Regions from separate parts of the Muntiacus reevesi genome. Here region 1 is linked to region 2. A link is a contact called in public Hi-C data. All regions are on one chromosome and are shown on one strand. The core of a region is the stretch at or near the end of the contact, and the rest is flanking DNA. Distances in the headings are between cores, read along the strand shown. Region 1 holds the start of BDP1 (B double prime 1, subunit of RNA polymerase III transcription initiation factor IIIB). Region 2 holds the start of SLC30A5 (solute carrier family 30 member 5).

Evidence for each region. Hi-C and Micro-C count contacts between places; a contact is called where the count stands out from the background.
Region 1: a Hi-C map of muscle shows a contact between it and region 2, with 5 times the contacts expected there. The contact joins the promoter of BDP1 here to the promoter of SLC30A5 in region 2. A contact is called at or near these places in 2 of 3 Hi-C or Micro-C datasets (blood and muscle).

The regions. Positions count from the first base shown.
Region 1 is chr14:58,204,340-58,211,865 of mMunRee1.1, reverse strand. It overlaps BDP1 (B double prime 1, subunit of RNA polymerase III transcription initiation factor IIIB), which reads right to left and starts at 3,603. Exons shown (of 39, transcript XM_065905761.1): 1 at 3,056-3,603; 2 at 1,369-1,648. The coding sequence starts at 3,267.
Region 2 is chr14:57,748,395-57,755,601 of mMunRee1.1, reverse strand. It overlaps SLC30A5 (solute carrier family 30 member 5), which reads right to left and starts at 5,901. Exons shown (of 16, transcript XM_065905414.1): 1 at 5,532-5,901. The coding sequence starts at 5,626.

The sequences.
Region 1 (7,526 bases), core at 2,354-4,853, 460 kb before region 2:
GTATTACTGAGTGTATTATTCCCATAATAATTATGCCTAATTTTAGAAAAATTTTATAAACTGATTAAAAAATTGTAGCATGAAAAAACCGCTCTGAGCTTATTTTCTCCTATATAAATAGTGACAGCCACTTCACACAGTTGAGATATTTAAATGAGATAAACATAAAGCACAAGGAAGGACTTCCCTGGAGGGCCAGTGGTTAGGACTCCAGATTTCACTGCCAAGAGCAAGGGTTCAAGCCTTTGAACAGGGAGGGAATTAGGGAACAGGGAACTAAGATCCTGCAAGCCTCAAGGCACAGCCGAAAAAAAGCACCAAGATAAGCGGCTTCCTCTTAGTTAAAAAAACGGAGGCACTCTACAAACCAATAATAAAAGCTGACCTTTCTCGGGCTTACTAATTGGTACGCACTAGTCTAAATGTGTTTTACCCATATTAACTCATTTAGTCTTCACAACCTTCCAATGAGATGGATACTATTACCAGTCTATTTTACAAGTGAGAAAACAGACATGGAAGATTACTTAAATTGTTCAACATCACATATTAATAGTAAGGGGAGGACTCTCAAATTTAGCCCTTAAGTATCAAACTCTAGAGGTTACATGTTTCACTACTCTGTTACATTGCCCTCTCAGAAAAAAAATGCAGACTCTATTATACGTAGATAGACATATTTCCCCCATTCATAATTTCCCATATTGTCAGTTTAGAAAATTCATTTACTAATTCATTTTGCTCAACTACACTTGTCATAATTCAAATGAATGTAACTCACATCAACTGGACATCCTTGCGAAAAATCTCACTGAAGGATCAGTTTATAAATGCACTTGTTTGTGAATCTGTATATGTATGTGTGCACATGCGAAACTTCTATCTGTGGCCTCCACCAAAAACAATGAAAGATATAATACAGAAAAATTAATATAGGGGCAAAAATAGCTTATAACTCCATTCTGCTCAATCACTCCAATCTGCTTCTCAGTCTGCTTCTCTTAACAAAGGGAGATACTCTATTAATATGACAGATCTTTTTCGGTTTTGTTTTCCACATGAAAATGCTATAGATGCTCTGGGACTTCCCTGGTGATCCAGCAGCTAAGACTCTGCTCCCAAGGAAGAGGGCCTGGGGTCCCATCCCTGGTCAGGAAACTGGATCCCACATGCTACAACTCAGAGTCCACATGCCACAACTAAAGATCCCGTAAGTTGCAACAAACATCAAACCAAGGTTCACTGCAGCCAAATAAAAAAAATTTTTTAAATGTTACAGACGCTTATTTTTCCTCCAAATGACAGTAAACTAACATAAAACCAGAAATCTAGCAGGCAAGAGTCAAAATTCTGATTTTTCTACCATACCTTCTCTTTCCTCAGTTCTTCTTTTAACATTTCCCTCAGTTTCTGGGCTTTGTATATTCGGTATCTGTCTGAACATGGCTGTTTCTCTTTTGCTGGAGCAGGGTTTGGCTGTGGAGCTTCGTGATTAACTGCAGACAAAGGGTGAGGTTCTGAAGGAGCACTGCCGCTAGGTTTAACCAGACTGGAAGTACTTGGTATCCGCTTTCTTCTCTGTGAAACACTAGAGGAAGGCTTACTAGATTCTTCAACATCCTTCCCATCATCAGTCTTTTCAACACTGCTGATATTTAAAAAGAAAAAAAAAATGGCATTATGGATCTTCTTTGAAACATTCTAGTCTTAAAAACTAGTCTGACAAAAATCCAAAACAGCAAAGCCTTTTAGATTATTAAAATCATAATCAATTATTAAAAATCAATGACTTAAACAGAGGTTGCAATAAGAAGAACATACAATCTATGGGCTCTTACAATCAGCAAAGACCCACCCAAAAAATAGGAAATACATGATAAAAACAAAGCATATTCCCAAAATGTCAAGTCTACGAAAGGTGTATTCTTGAACTTAAACAGATCAAGACTACAGAATGAGTAATTTTATAAATTATCAATAATCATGCATCACATATACTTAACATTATCTCTGTGAACTTTATTAACAGCTGAAGCCCAGGAACACCGCCAACTGCAGCTGGTCTCAACACTACAGTAACTGCTATTTGTATTCCACTGTTGGAAGAAATTCTTAAACAAATTCATGTAAAAAACATGCAAATTACTAAGCATCAGCTGAGATCAACAGAAGTCAAACCAAAAAAAGGAAAAAAAAAGAAATTGTCACTTTCCTGTCACAGTATAAAAGAAATTTATACCATCTCACTGTTATTTAATAGGGTTGATTTTCATTCGTTCCCTCACATTTACAGTATAGAAACAGAGATCATTATTAGCTTAACAAATCTTAACTTCAATTACTTTATTGCCTCACTTAAAGATAGGCAACTATTCCGCATATCCTGTTCAAGATAGTTTTTATCAGTTATCTCTAATCTCCACAATAACTCTTGAAGTGAGAGTTATCCCCATTTTGCAGACGAGTAAATTCTGCCTGAGCAAAGTCTATAAACTGTAAAATTAAGTAGAAGAATCCTGAATCCAAATGTGGTACATGATACACGCTTTTCTGTTCAGAAAACAGGTTCACCAAAGTTAAAGGGACACACCCACAAATCAAAACAAGTAACCAGACCTCCTTTCCACTGACATAAATCAGCAGAATCAAAATAACACTGCTCTTCTTTTAAAAATAAATGTTTTCAAGATTTAAAAAAAAAAACAACTTACCCCTACAATGTACTTCAAAAGGATGAAAGCAGTGGTAACCTAAATGCTCTAATGAATAGTACCACGTGTGAGTTTTCCCGAAGACTGTGAGACCGGGATTCCTCCCACCACCACTTGAAGACATGGTCCTCTCCTCGAGAATCTATACCCTGTAACAAAACCCACACCTGCCACACCGTGGTCAGAGGGAACAATTGCAGTTGGCAGCGTGTTCGTGGGCCTCAACTGTCAGGCTTAGAGCAAGCGAGGGAGTACTTTTACGGTAAACTTTCTTTGCTCAGCTTCAGCTGACGCGCCCAGAGAGGCGGGGGCAAATGAAAATGCTCCCCTCTGCGAGCACTTACCAGCTCTTGGGAGTCTTTTCTTGGGGCTCCGCTTCCCCGAAGTCCACCGGGGGCACATCTGTGGATTCCGCTGGCTTCGGAGCAGAGGTTGCGGCAGGCTCCGGCGGCCTTGGAACCTCTTGTTCACGCTGGGAACTGGGGGCAGTGGAGGCCCTGGCGCCTGCTCCGGGCCTGACATTCGGCTTCACGCTAAGGCGTGCCCTGCGGAACATGGCGGAGCCAGGGGGCCCGGGGAGGCGGCCCCAGGGCCGCTCGCAGCCCCGAGCCCCGGCCGCTGCCCGCAGAGGGCTTTAGGAACTACGCCCTTCCCACAAAGCCACACCACCAGCCCAGCGGCCAGCTACCGCAATTTCGCGCCCCCGCCACCGCTCGGGATCTCCCGCCGCCGCCTCTTCTTCATGACCCTGCTACGCTAATAGCTAAGTTTTCTCCTATACCTTGCTCCCTCCGCCCTCGGAGAGCGCCGGAACTGATCACGTCATCATCCAGCGCCGGAGAATGACGTACAGCTACGGGAGCCATGGTAACTGTCAACTAGGGAGCCTGGGTTACCTGGGAACCGGAAATACTGAAAGAGAGACTTGTGGCAGTGTGCGCTTCCCTCTCCTGGGGTCCCTAGGAGTTGTTCGAAAGAGGAGAAGGAAGTAGTAAATCCCTCAGCCCACACCTTGATGGAAATTATTAAAATTGCTGGCCTTGGGACTTCCCTGATGATCCAGTGATCCCATTGCAAAGGGCGCTGGGTTCCATCCCTCGTTGGGCAAATAAGATCCCACCCGCCAGGTAGTGTGACCAAAAAATTCTTTTTAAACTACTGGCCATTTTTAGAGGGTCCTGTAGAACACTGTCTGTTCGTCAGCACATCTTAAGGCTTAAAAATTCTAAATTGAAGGGACTGCTCTGGTGGTCCAGTGGTTAAGAATTCTTGATCCAATGCAAGGTACATGGGTCTCATCCCTGGTGCGGGAACTAAGATTCCACATGCCAAGGGGCAACGAAGCCCCTGCACCACATCTATTGAGCCCACACTCTAGAGCCCACAAGCTGAATTCCTGAAGCCCTTGGGTCCTAGATCCTGTGCTCAGCAACAAGAAAAACCACCACAATAACAACATGCACAGCAACTAGAGTAGCCCTGCCTCACCACAACTAGAGAAAAAGCCCACCAGCTGCAACAAAGACCAGCACAGCTATAAACAAATAAACAAATAAGGCAAAAAATAAAGTTCTCAAAAAAATTCTAAATTGAGTAGAATGTAGATTAGAAATTCAAGTGTGAAGAAAGTGGTAATAGTTAATTTCCAGGAAGGGAACCATGTTTCTGGGAAGTAAGTCATGGGAAGAACAACATTCACTGTATATCTTGTGAATATAATCTCCGTTCAAAAATTATTATAGTTAATGGGAATTCCCTGAAGGTCCAGTGGTTAGCACTCTGCACTTTCACTGCCAAGGGCACTGGTTTCATCTCTGGTCAGGGAACTAAGACCCCACAAACTTTGTGACACAGTCAAAAATTAAAAGAAATTTAAAAGTTACTGTATTTAAACTTTGTAAATTAATGTGAACATTCTTAATATGCTTCAAGAGGGAGCAATAGAGCAATAAGCAAGGCATACTGGGTGGCAGAGAAAAATTCAACAAGTGTACAAGATAATTTAAGAATTATTAAATGCCATGAAAGAAATTTAAAGGAAATTATGACAGAGGTTAATGGGAGGCTGGCTTACTCTATGTAGGGTGGTTAGGGAAGTGCTCTATGATGAGAGAGAAAATGTCCAGAGAACAGGCTGAGACTGTAGACTGTGGGCCTGTGTTTGAACTGGTTATACAAGTGCCCTGCCTCAGGTGAAAAACAAAGACCTGACTTCCTTCTTAGAAGGAGAAGAAAATTCTACAAGAACATCTTACTACATTAACAACAAAATGTCAAAGGAATAAAATCCTGAACTGATTAAAGAGATTGCTAGTTCATCCAGAAACAGAAAGAAAAGAGACAAGTGTTTTTAAGAGTAGGAAAACAAGGCTGAAAAATCAGAAGAGATTCATTTAAGACTGGGAAGGAAATGAAGGTTTGATGTGGGCTCCCTCCAGTACTCTGGAGAGGGAACAAGACCTCAAACACACCTAAGAAATCTCAAGGACTTGATAAATATAACCCCTGCTGAAGATATCTCAAGAATCTCGGAGCTACTGCCAGAACCATACAGCTTTGGACAGCATATTCTGGTATACATTGAAGACACCAGACCCTTCCCCAACTGTCCTGTTGCACCTAAGAGTCTGTGGTATTCACACAATTCTGCAGGTAAAGAAGTAAATAATGACTAGGATTTAATTTCTCATTTGTAAGGGTATGGGAATACAGTCAGATTCAATTTTACTATTTAAGATAAAATCATAAGATATTTTTACTTATCCAAGTTGGTATAGTCTTAACAGTATTATAATTTTAAAAGTCCCCAGTTTTCTCTGGCAGACACACATATTACTTGTATACATAGTATATATCAGGTGTATCCCTGAAACTCAAAAACTATATTTGTAGCTGCAAAGAAAACACTCAATTAGACTCTTAAGACCACACACAGAAACAATTCTACCACTCAACTTTAGTCCCAAACTCCCCTCCCTTCCTCTTTAGATGATCTCTTTATCTCTATAAAGAAAATCAATCTTTTCCCCTGCTCAAGTTACTGCAGAAGAGGACTCGAAGGGGAAACAGACACCTGCCCTGTAAGGAAACTAAGGAGGATGAGTGGTATCCAGGGATAGGGGTAAGCAGGACAGGCTCTGGGAGGTTGAAAGAATGATGACAATATAACTAACATGTGAGTACATTCCTGTGCTGGGCAATGAGCACTTCACATATACTCATTCGATGAGTGAAGGAGGTACAATTACCTCCCCAATTTTTAGGTAAGGAAGCGTTAATGCAATGAAATGACATTCCCAAGTTCACACACCTACTCATTGGGAAAGTTGGGCTTTCAATATCCAGATATTCCATGTCCAGAACCCTCAGGCAGTTTTTATGAGGTGAAATAAAAATTGTTGAAGATTGGTCATATATACTTAGAGGTCCATCATGGTATTTTCTATACCTTTGTATATATATGAAACCTTCCAAATTAAAGACTTTAAAAAAAATAGGGTGATTTTAGGGTGTCCAGACAAACTCTACACATTTCTCAGTTTGTCATAGAGGAATAGACAAAGAAAATAAGCACCAAGCATCTACACATCTGTTTCTAGCAATGGTAGATGCTCCACGGCTTTTATGTAAGTTTAAGGTTCAGTTCAGTTCAGTTGCTCAGTCATGTCTGACTTTTTGCAACCCCATGAATCGCAGCACGCCAGGCCTCCCTGTCCATCACCAACTCCTGGAGTTTACCCAAACTCATGTCCATTGAGTTGGTTATGCCATCCAACCATCTCATCCTCTGTCGTCCCCTTCTCCTCCCACCTTCAACTTTCCCAGCATCAAGGTCTTTTCAAATGAGTCAGTTCTTCGAATCAGGTAGCCAAAGTATTGGAGTGTCAGCTTCAACATCAGTCCTTCCAATGAACACCCAGGACTGATCTCCTTTAGGATGGACTGGTTGGATCTCCTTGCAGTCCAAGTGATGTTCAAAAGTGTTCTCTAACACCACAGTTAAAAGGCATCAATTCTTCAGCGCTCAGCTTTCTTTACAGTCCAAATCTCACATCCATACATGGATGTGTATGTGTATGTGTATGGCTGGAAAAACCACAGCCTTGACTAGACGAACCTTTGTTGGCAAAGTAATGCCTCTGCTTTTTAATATGCTGTCTAGGTTGGTCATAACTTTTATTCTTGGCTATTTTGAATTGGTGATAAGACTGCATTCCCTAACATTCTCTCCCCATCACACAACCCAAGCACAGATCCACAGAACTCTAAAGTACTATCCACCGTGACAAGCAGACTGGGATCAAATGGGAAATGAAGAGACTTGAGAGTCCTTTTTAAATTTGAACCTCACTTCTACCAGTCCCTACTTATTAGGTCTGCGCTTCTGGTCTCAGAGTCTCAGGTTCCTCTTTCCTAAAATGAAAATTAAGCCTACCTGGGGCTTCCCTGGTGGGTCAGATGGTAAAGAATCCGCCTGCAATGTGGGAGACCTGGATTCGATCCCTGGGTTGGGAAGATCCCCTGGAGGAGGGCATGGCAACCCGCTCCAGTGTTCTTGCCTGGAGAATCCCATGGCAGTCCCTGAGGTCGCAGAGTGGGCCACGACCGAACAGCGAAGCACCGCACAGCACAAGCCTACCTTGCAGGCTTGATGCGTGAATAAAGAAGGAAAAACGTAAAGGGCCAACATCGCCTTTCACGATTAACCTTCAACCTGTTCGGTCCCCCTTCTCTCCGTTCGGCCTCTACAATGGGATGCGGGAGACAACAACAACAAAAACTAATGTTCTTTGTCGAAAAAGTTATAGATACTGT
Region 2 (7,207 bases), core at 4,652-7,151:
GGAGAATTCCATGGACAGAGGGGCACAGCGGGCTACAGTCTACCTGGTTGCAAAGAGTCGGATACGACTGAGCAACTTCACTTAAGCTAGAGAAAAAAGTCAGATAGACTGAAGTAAATTAACTACATTAATGCTAATGATCATGGTAGCAATTTGTAATTAGCCAATAAAAATACTACTTTTGAGTTAGAACTCTTCTGTTTATTCGGTTCTTAACAAGGGGACTTACATAGTATGTGCTCAGCAAATGTTTCCTAAACGAAAGAATGCTTACTCTGCTGTTAACATTTGTGTGATACAGTGATGTCTAGCATAGCAATACGGACAGCACAGTAACACAGTACATAACGGGCAGTCAAGCTTCTGGCAATTGAAACTGTCATCCACCCAGGCATGAATTCAGAATGAGGGAAGAGAGAGGGAAGCTCGAAGCCTCAAGCGCTTCACTCCTTCAGCTCTTAACTAGATGTAAAAATAAGGCAGCAGGCTAGAAGCAAGGACGCTGTCAACAAGACAGGGAGGATAAAACAAGAGACCAGAAAAGACAGACAGACGTACATTAAAAACCCCGGCAACCTGGGAATTCCTGATGCCAGCAAAGAGCCTTGTACTGCCCTCAGGAGCTGTGAAGCCATTTTTCAAACATTCCCTGCTCACTTACTATGTGCCAGGTGTCACTGGAGTCTAATGAGACCAGTCTGACGGGTTGGCTTCAGGTATGACAGCCTTCCCTCCTCCTGATAAAAGGGCCTGATGCACCTGGAACTAGTTCTGCATTCTTTCTGACTTCAAAGGAGGACTTTTATCTAAAATTTATCTTAAAAATGTTACCAAAATCTTAACATTCTTTAAAAAATGTCTTCCATTTGACAATAAGCCTGAATATGAGAGTCATACTTGGAATGGTAGAGAGCAAAGGCCAAGAATCTGCTCCTAGATGGTACTACTGAGGGGCTGAACCAGTACTGGCAGCCTCTGGCTTCTCTTATGTGAGAAGAATATATCCGTATTTGTTTAAAGCTCTCTTAGTTTGGTTACTTACAATTAAATGCATTTCCAGGTGCTATCCAAGAAACTTGTAATAGAGGCCCTCCCTTCAAGGAGTTTGAGGTCTAAAGAAGACAGGCAAGAAACAAGTATTTATGTGACCCAGGTTAATAAGCAGAGATCTAAAGGAACAGATGTGGAAGCAATTAATTGCAACTAGGGAAACAAAAGTAGTCTACAGAATCTCAGGTGTGTGTGTATTAAAGACTAAGTAGAAAAAACAAACAACCCAATAAAAAAATGTGAGTTTGACCCCTTGTGGGGGAACTAGGATCCCACATCCCGTGGAACAACTAAGCCCAAGAACCACAACTAGAGAGTGTGTGTTGCATCTGGGCTTCCCAAGTGGCATGGTGGTAAAGAACGCAGGAGACACAAGAGACTTGAGTTCCATCCCTGGGCTGGGAAGATTCCCTGGAGCAGGAAATGGTAACCCACTCCAGTGTCCTTGCCTGAAAAATTCCATGGACAGAGGAGCCTGATGGGCTATGGTCCATGCAGTCACAAACAGTCAGGTACAAATCAAGTCTCGTCATCAAGAAAAAGGTAAACTATACTTAATAGACTTGTTTTAAGATAGGGGAATATGTAAAATTATTTCTGAATGATTTTTCTTTAAAGTGCTAACAAAACTTAAAAATTTGGCACTTTAATGGCAAGATTCAGTCATACAGAACATTAAACATAGTATTTCTTTTGGAAACTATTTATTTGGCTGCATGCATCTCAGTTTCAGCATGAGGAATCTTTCATTGCAGCGCATGGACCCTCTAGCTCTGCCACACAGTCTTAGCTGCTCCCAGGCATGTGGGGTCTTAGTTCCCCACCAGGGATTGAACCCACATCCCTGCACCGTAAGCTGGCTGCTTACCCACTGGACCCCCAGGGAAGTCCCTGTAATACTTGCTACTCTCTAGTTGCAGTGTGTGGGCTTCTCACTGCGGGGGTTTCTCTTGTTGTGGAGCTTGGGCTCTAGGGTGAGTGGGCTTTAATACTTGCGGTTCCCCAGCTCTGGGGTACAGGCTCAACCGTTGTGGCTCAAGGGCTTTGCTGCTCTGGAGCATGAGATCTTTCTGGATCAGGGATTGAACCTGTGTCCCCTGCACTGGCAGGAAGATTTTTATCACTGAGCCACCAGGGATGCTTTTCCTTTTTAATTAAAACAACAACAACAACAAAAAAACCAGTGACAGCAATTCCTGAGTAGTTGCTTGTTATCAACGTTTTAAATAAAACCATTCCTAATTTTCTGCTCACAGGTGCCCAACTGGGGACATCCTTCCAAACCTTTTCCTTTGCATCTCCATGTATGGACAAGCATATATTTTAGATACATTCATGTATTTACCACTGTACACAGTTTGATATTTTAATGTGATTTTTCATGTAATATATATTGAAGTTTTTGTCATTATTAGGAAAACTATTTGAATATTTACCTGAAAGGTAGATACTTTGATTTTTAAAGTGTCAACTAATGAAGTCTTCCTGTGGGGCTAACAACAAAACACTAGCTAAGGCCAGGTAACCATATACTATTAATAATAAGCACATAATCCCTAGTTCACGTTGCAAAGGGAAAAATACCAAGAGGGAAATTTTCAGGGGTGAGGAAGGGAGGCTCTTTAATGGCGGCAGTGGCTTCTGAGCCACTCACTGATCCTTCAGGCAACTTATTGCGATCCAATCCACCTTCCTGACTTGTAAATCATTATCTGCCACTAAGTAGCCTCATCAAGGGTATCACTGGTATTTTCTGTGAAGGGTTAGAAAAAAAACTCATTCTTCAAATCTGAAATTACTGAAATCTGAGTTTGGATTCAAACCTGCCTTTCAGGCTTTGCCCACTGTAGCAGCTCACAGTTCTCCAGTTAAAAGACAGAATCAGTGTATGTAATTCTATTTTGATTCATTCAATAAATATTTAAGTATCTACTATGTAGAAAGCAGTGTAAATGAAGTTTGGGGGCTTCACTGGTAGCTCAGTGGTAAAGAATTTGCCTGCAATGCAGGAGACATTCAATAATTATCAATAAATATAAATCAATTCAATAATTATCAGTCAGTGCAGGAGACATGGGTTCATCCAATAATTATCAATCAATTCAATAATTATCAATTATTGCAATTATCAATTAATGCAGGAGACACGGGTTTGAACCCTGGTCTGGGAAGATCCCACATGCCAAGGACCAACTAACTGAGCAGCTCACTCAGTGATGCTGCCACAACTACTGAGTCTGTGCGCTAGAGGCAGGAGTCACCATACTGAAGCCCGCACGCCCCCTGCAGCCTGAGTTCCACAAGAGAAGCCACACAGTAAGCCCTCACACTGAAACCGGAGAGGGGCCCCTGCTCTCTGCAGCTGGAGAAAAGTCCGCACAGCAAAGAAGACCCAGCATCGCCAAAATGAATAAATAAATAAAAAGGAAGCTTCTAGCTAAAAAAAAAAAAAAAAAAAAAGAAGTTTGAGGGAACTGACTCCCAGTTCAGTTACTAGGTGTGTGACCTTAGAAAAATTACTTTTCTATGTCGCAGTTTCCTGATCTGTGAGACAAGGACACAACTAATGAGTCTGCAGTGCTGTTGTAAGGCTTAAGTGAAATGCTGCATGCAAAGTCCCTGGAATATACGAAGTGCTTAACAAATGCTGGTTGTCACCCTCTGCTCTTTCCTGCCAAGAGGATTTATTGAAGCTAACACAGAAACATGTAAAACAATTTATATTTGTGAATTCAGGCATAAAAATATCCATAAAGAATCTGTCAATTAGCTTTTGTTGCAGATTATAATCAGAATTTGATTTTCAGTCTATATAATAAAGAAAAATTCTTTCAACCTGGCTGCTCCAGGTCTCCGTTATGGCACTTATGATCTCCAATCTTCCTGATGGCATGTGGGGTCTTTTAGATCCCCTTCTCCAGGGGATCTTCCCCAACCAGGGATTGAACCCACATTTCCTTCATTGGCAGGTGCAAACTTTTTTTTCCCTGAACTATTTAAGAGTAAGTTACATATATTATGCTCCTCTATCCCTAATTACTTGTATTCCTAAACCCAAGAACATTCTCTTCTGAAATCAGAGTTATAAACTATAGGAAATTTAACATGGATATACTTTTATCTAATCTGTCATCTACAGTCCACTTTTATCAACTGACCCAGTACTATCCTTTACCACATTTTCTCAGTATTAAAGCTACACCAGAATTGCCTATTACATTTAGCTGTCACTTCTCAGTAAATAATACTTGATATGATGGTTTTTTTTTTAGTTTCCCTGGTGGCTCAGTCAGTAAAGAATCCACCTGCAATGCTGGAGACCCAGGTTTGATCCCTGGGTCAGGAAGGCCTTTTGGAGAAGGAACTGGCAACCCACTACAGTATTTTTGCCCTGGAAATCCCATGGACAGAGGAGCCTGGCGCGGTTACAGCCCATCGGGTTGCAAAAGAGTTGGACACGACTTAGCGACCAAACCACCACCACCATGTTTTTATTTTACAAAAATGAGCTGTTCAAGACAGATTAGAAAATTAAATTTGTACTACAAAAAATGAAGCTGATTTAAGTGGCTCAGCATTTCACAGAAAAATAGTTATGTTAATAATGCTATTTATACAGTTCCAAAGAATTTAGCAAAGCAATCTTCCAGTCTCAAAGGAGATATCCAAGAACAAGAAACACCTAACTTCATTAACCCTATTAAATATAAAGGCGATGAAAAAAATATATATAAAGGCGATGAAAATCAGGTTCAATCAAACTGTTGAGCCCTATTTCGTGCATCCTGCGACACTACCTCAGAAATTAGCATAGGTCCAGAAAGACAAGCTGGAAAGTGGTCACTGTACTGACCTTTCTGGCCTTCGTGGGAACATTACCGGGAGGGGGGAATTTTTCCTTTTCACTCTATGAATTTCTGTACTGTTTGAACTTTTTGGCAATGCGCACGCATTTCTTAATTAACGATAAAACAAAATAGGCGAAGAAAGGAAAAGAAAAACTAGAGGGCGGGCTGGATTCTTGATGTGCGGGGTTATAACCTGAACATCAAAGTTCATCTGTTTGTACTTTGATTTGCTCGCCTGAAGAGGTGATGGTGACCCTTCCTCTAAAAGGTACGCAGGCAGACGTCAGAAAGGTTAAATATCACCAAATTACTATTTGAGGGAGGAACAGCCGACAGAAATTCTTCTGACAGGTCAGAAAACCTCTCACGTGAACTGGCCAGCAGCTCTAAGGTTAACGGACCGCTCTGAACACCAGAAACTCAGGCGGAACCTTCCCGGGTCCTGGAGCATTTATCCCGCAGCGGGGAACCCGGGAGCCAATGAGAGCTGCCGCGGAGCGCGGACTGCACCCAGGCGGGCGTTCCGGGCTGTCGGCCGCCGGGTCCCGCGTGCACCGGGGAGGATCCGGGCAGCGGCCGGGCGGGCGCAGGGAGAGAGTGGCTCCGGAAGCGGGAGCCCGATCGGTCCCTTACCGAGCGCTGGGCACATCCACTGGCCCAAGGCCGCCGCCGCCGCCGCCGCCGCCGCCGTGGCCGGCTAGCACGTCCCCGCCGTATTTCTCCTCCATCCCGGGGATCAGGAGCCGCCGCCGCCGCCGCTACCCCCGCGGCGGGGTCTCCTCATGTCTCTCCGCTCTGCGGAACAGCGGGCGCGGGCGCGTCACTCCCCCATGGCAACGGCCCCGTCAGGTCCCCGCAGGCCAGACCGCCGCCGCCGCCGCTATCCCCGGCTCACAAGCACGCGTGCGTCGGGACTAGGCCACGGACAGTTCCGGGGGCGCCGGCTTTCCCGGAGGCTCACCGGAGCGGACGCGACCAGGCCACGTCATCAGGCCCAGCAGCCCTCACTCTCGGGGCGGGAGGGCCTCGTCCTGCGCCTGCGCACTGAGCAACACTCGCCATCCCCTCTCCTCCCCAAGGCTCCTCCTACCGCGGGGCTTTGAATGGAGTTCTCGCCCCCCCGCATCTGCCCCTCCCATTGATGAAGCCTGAGCACATACCTGTCCCTGCAGCGCCACCTATGGGCCGCAAGGACTACAACGAGTTCTGCAGCGGAGACAGGAGACAGAAAATGCCCCACTTGTGATGAATTACTAATAGAGTAGAATTTCTTTTAAATTCTGGCTGTTAAACTTGTTACTTAATCCTGGCACATCAGTAAACCTAGGACCAGGCTTTATTAGGGTTATTTTTTTCCCACTTATTTTTATTAGTTGGAGGCTAATTACTTTACAATATTGTAGTGGTTTTTGCCATACATTGACATGAATCAGCCATGGATTTACATGTGTTCCCCATCCCGATCCCCCCTCCCGCCTCCCTCTCCATCCCATCCCTCTTTTATTAGGGTTATTTTTCTGTTGCTAAAAAGTTAAGAAAGTGGGCTTCAGTGTCTGTCTCTCTTTGACTGTCAACTCTGCCATTTACTGTGTCACTTGGCCTTTTTGTACCTCCGTTTTCTTATCTGCAAAGCAAGAATAGTAGTATCTATGTCATAGGGTTGTTGGGAGAATTCTAAGTGTTAATACGTGGTGTCTGTAACAGTGAATGGTATATAGTAATCAGTAAATGTTAGCTATTATTTATAGGGAAATTTGAGGACTGGGATATGGAGATATAAATAGGGTTTTTGAGCAGTGTAAATTATGATTAGTTTACAATGTTCCACTTAATTCAAATATATTGATACATAGAGTCTTGGTAACCTTTTAGAGAATGGGGAGTCATAGTCTCTGCCTGCTGGGACTTCATAATCTATTGTGGAAAATATTTAGCAATTTGAGAGCAAGACCTGGTTGGCAGCATTACACCTTAAATGCACAAATGCTAAGGGTTCCCCAAAAAGGTGTGATACAGGTGTAACCAGAAAAGACTCACGGATAGAAGCTGATCTGGAAACTAAGTTTTGGATATGTGAGAAAAACACTGTGGAAAGATAACGTCCTAAGTGTAGAACAAAGAAGAAGGCATGAACTTTACTTTTAATTTCTATTTGTTTATTTGTTTGTTTACTTATGGCTGTGCTGGGTCTTCACTGTTACGCAGACTTTTCTCTTATTGGGGAGAGCAGGGCTGTCCTCTAGCTGTAGTGAACGGGCTTCTCATTGCAGTGGCCTCTCGTTGCAGAGCGTGGGCTCTAGGGTGCGAGG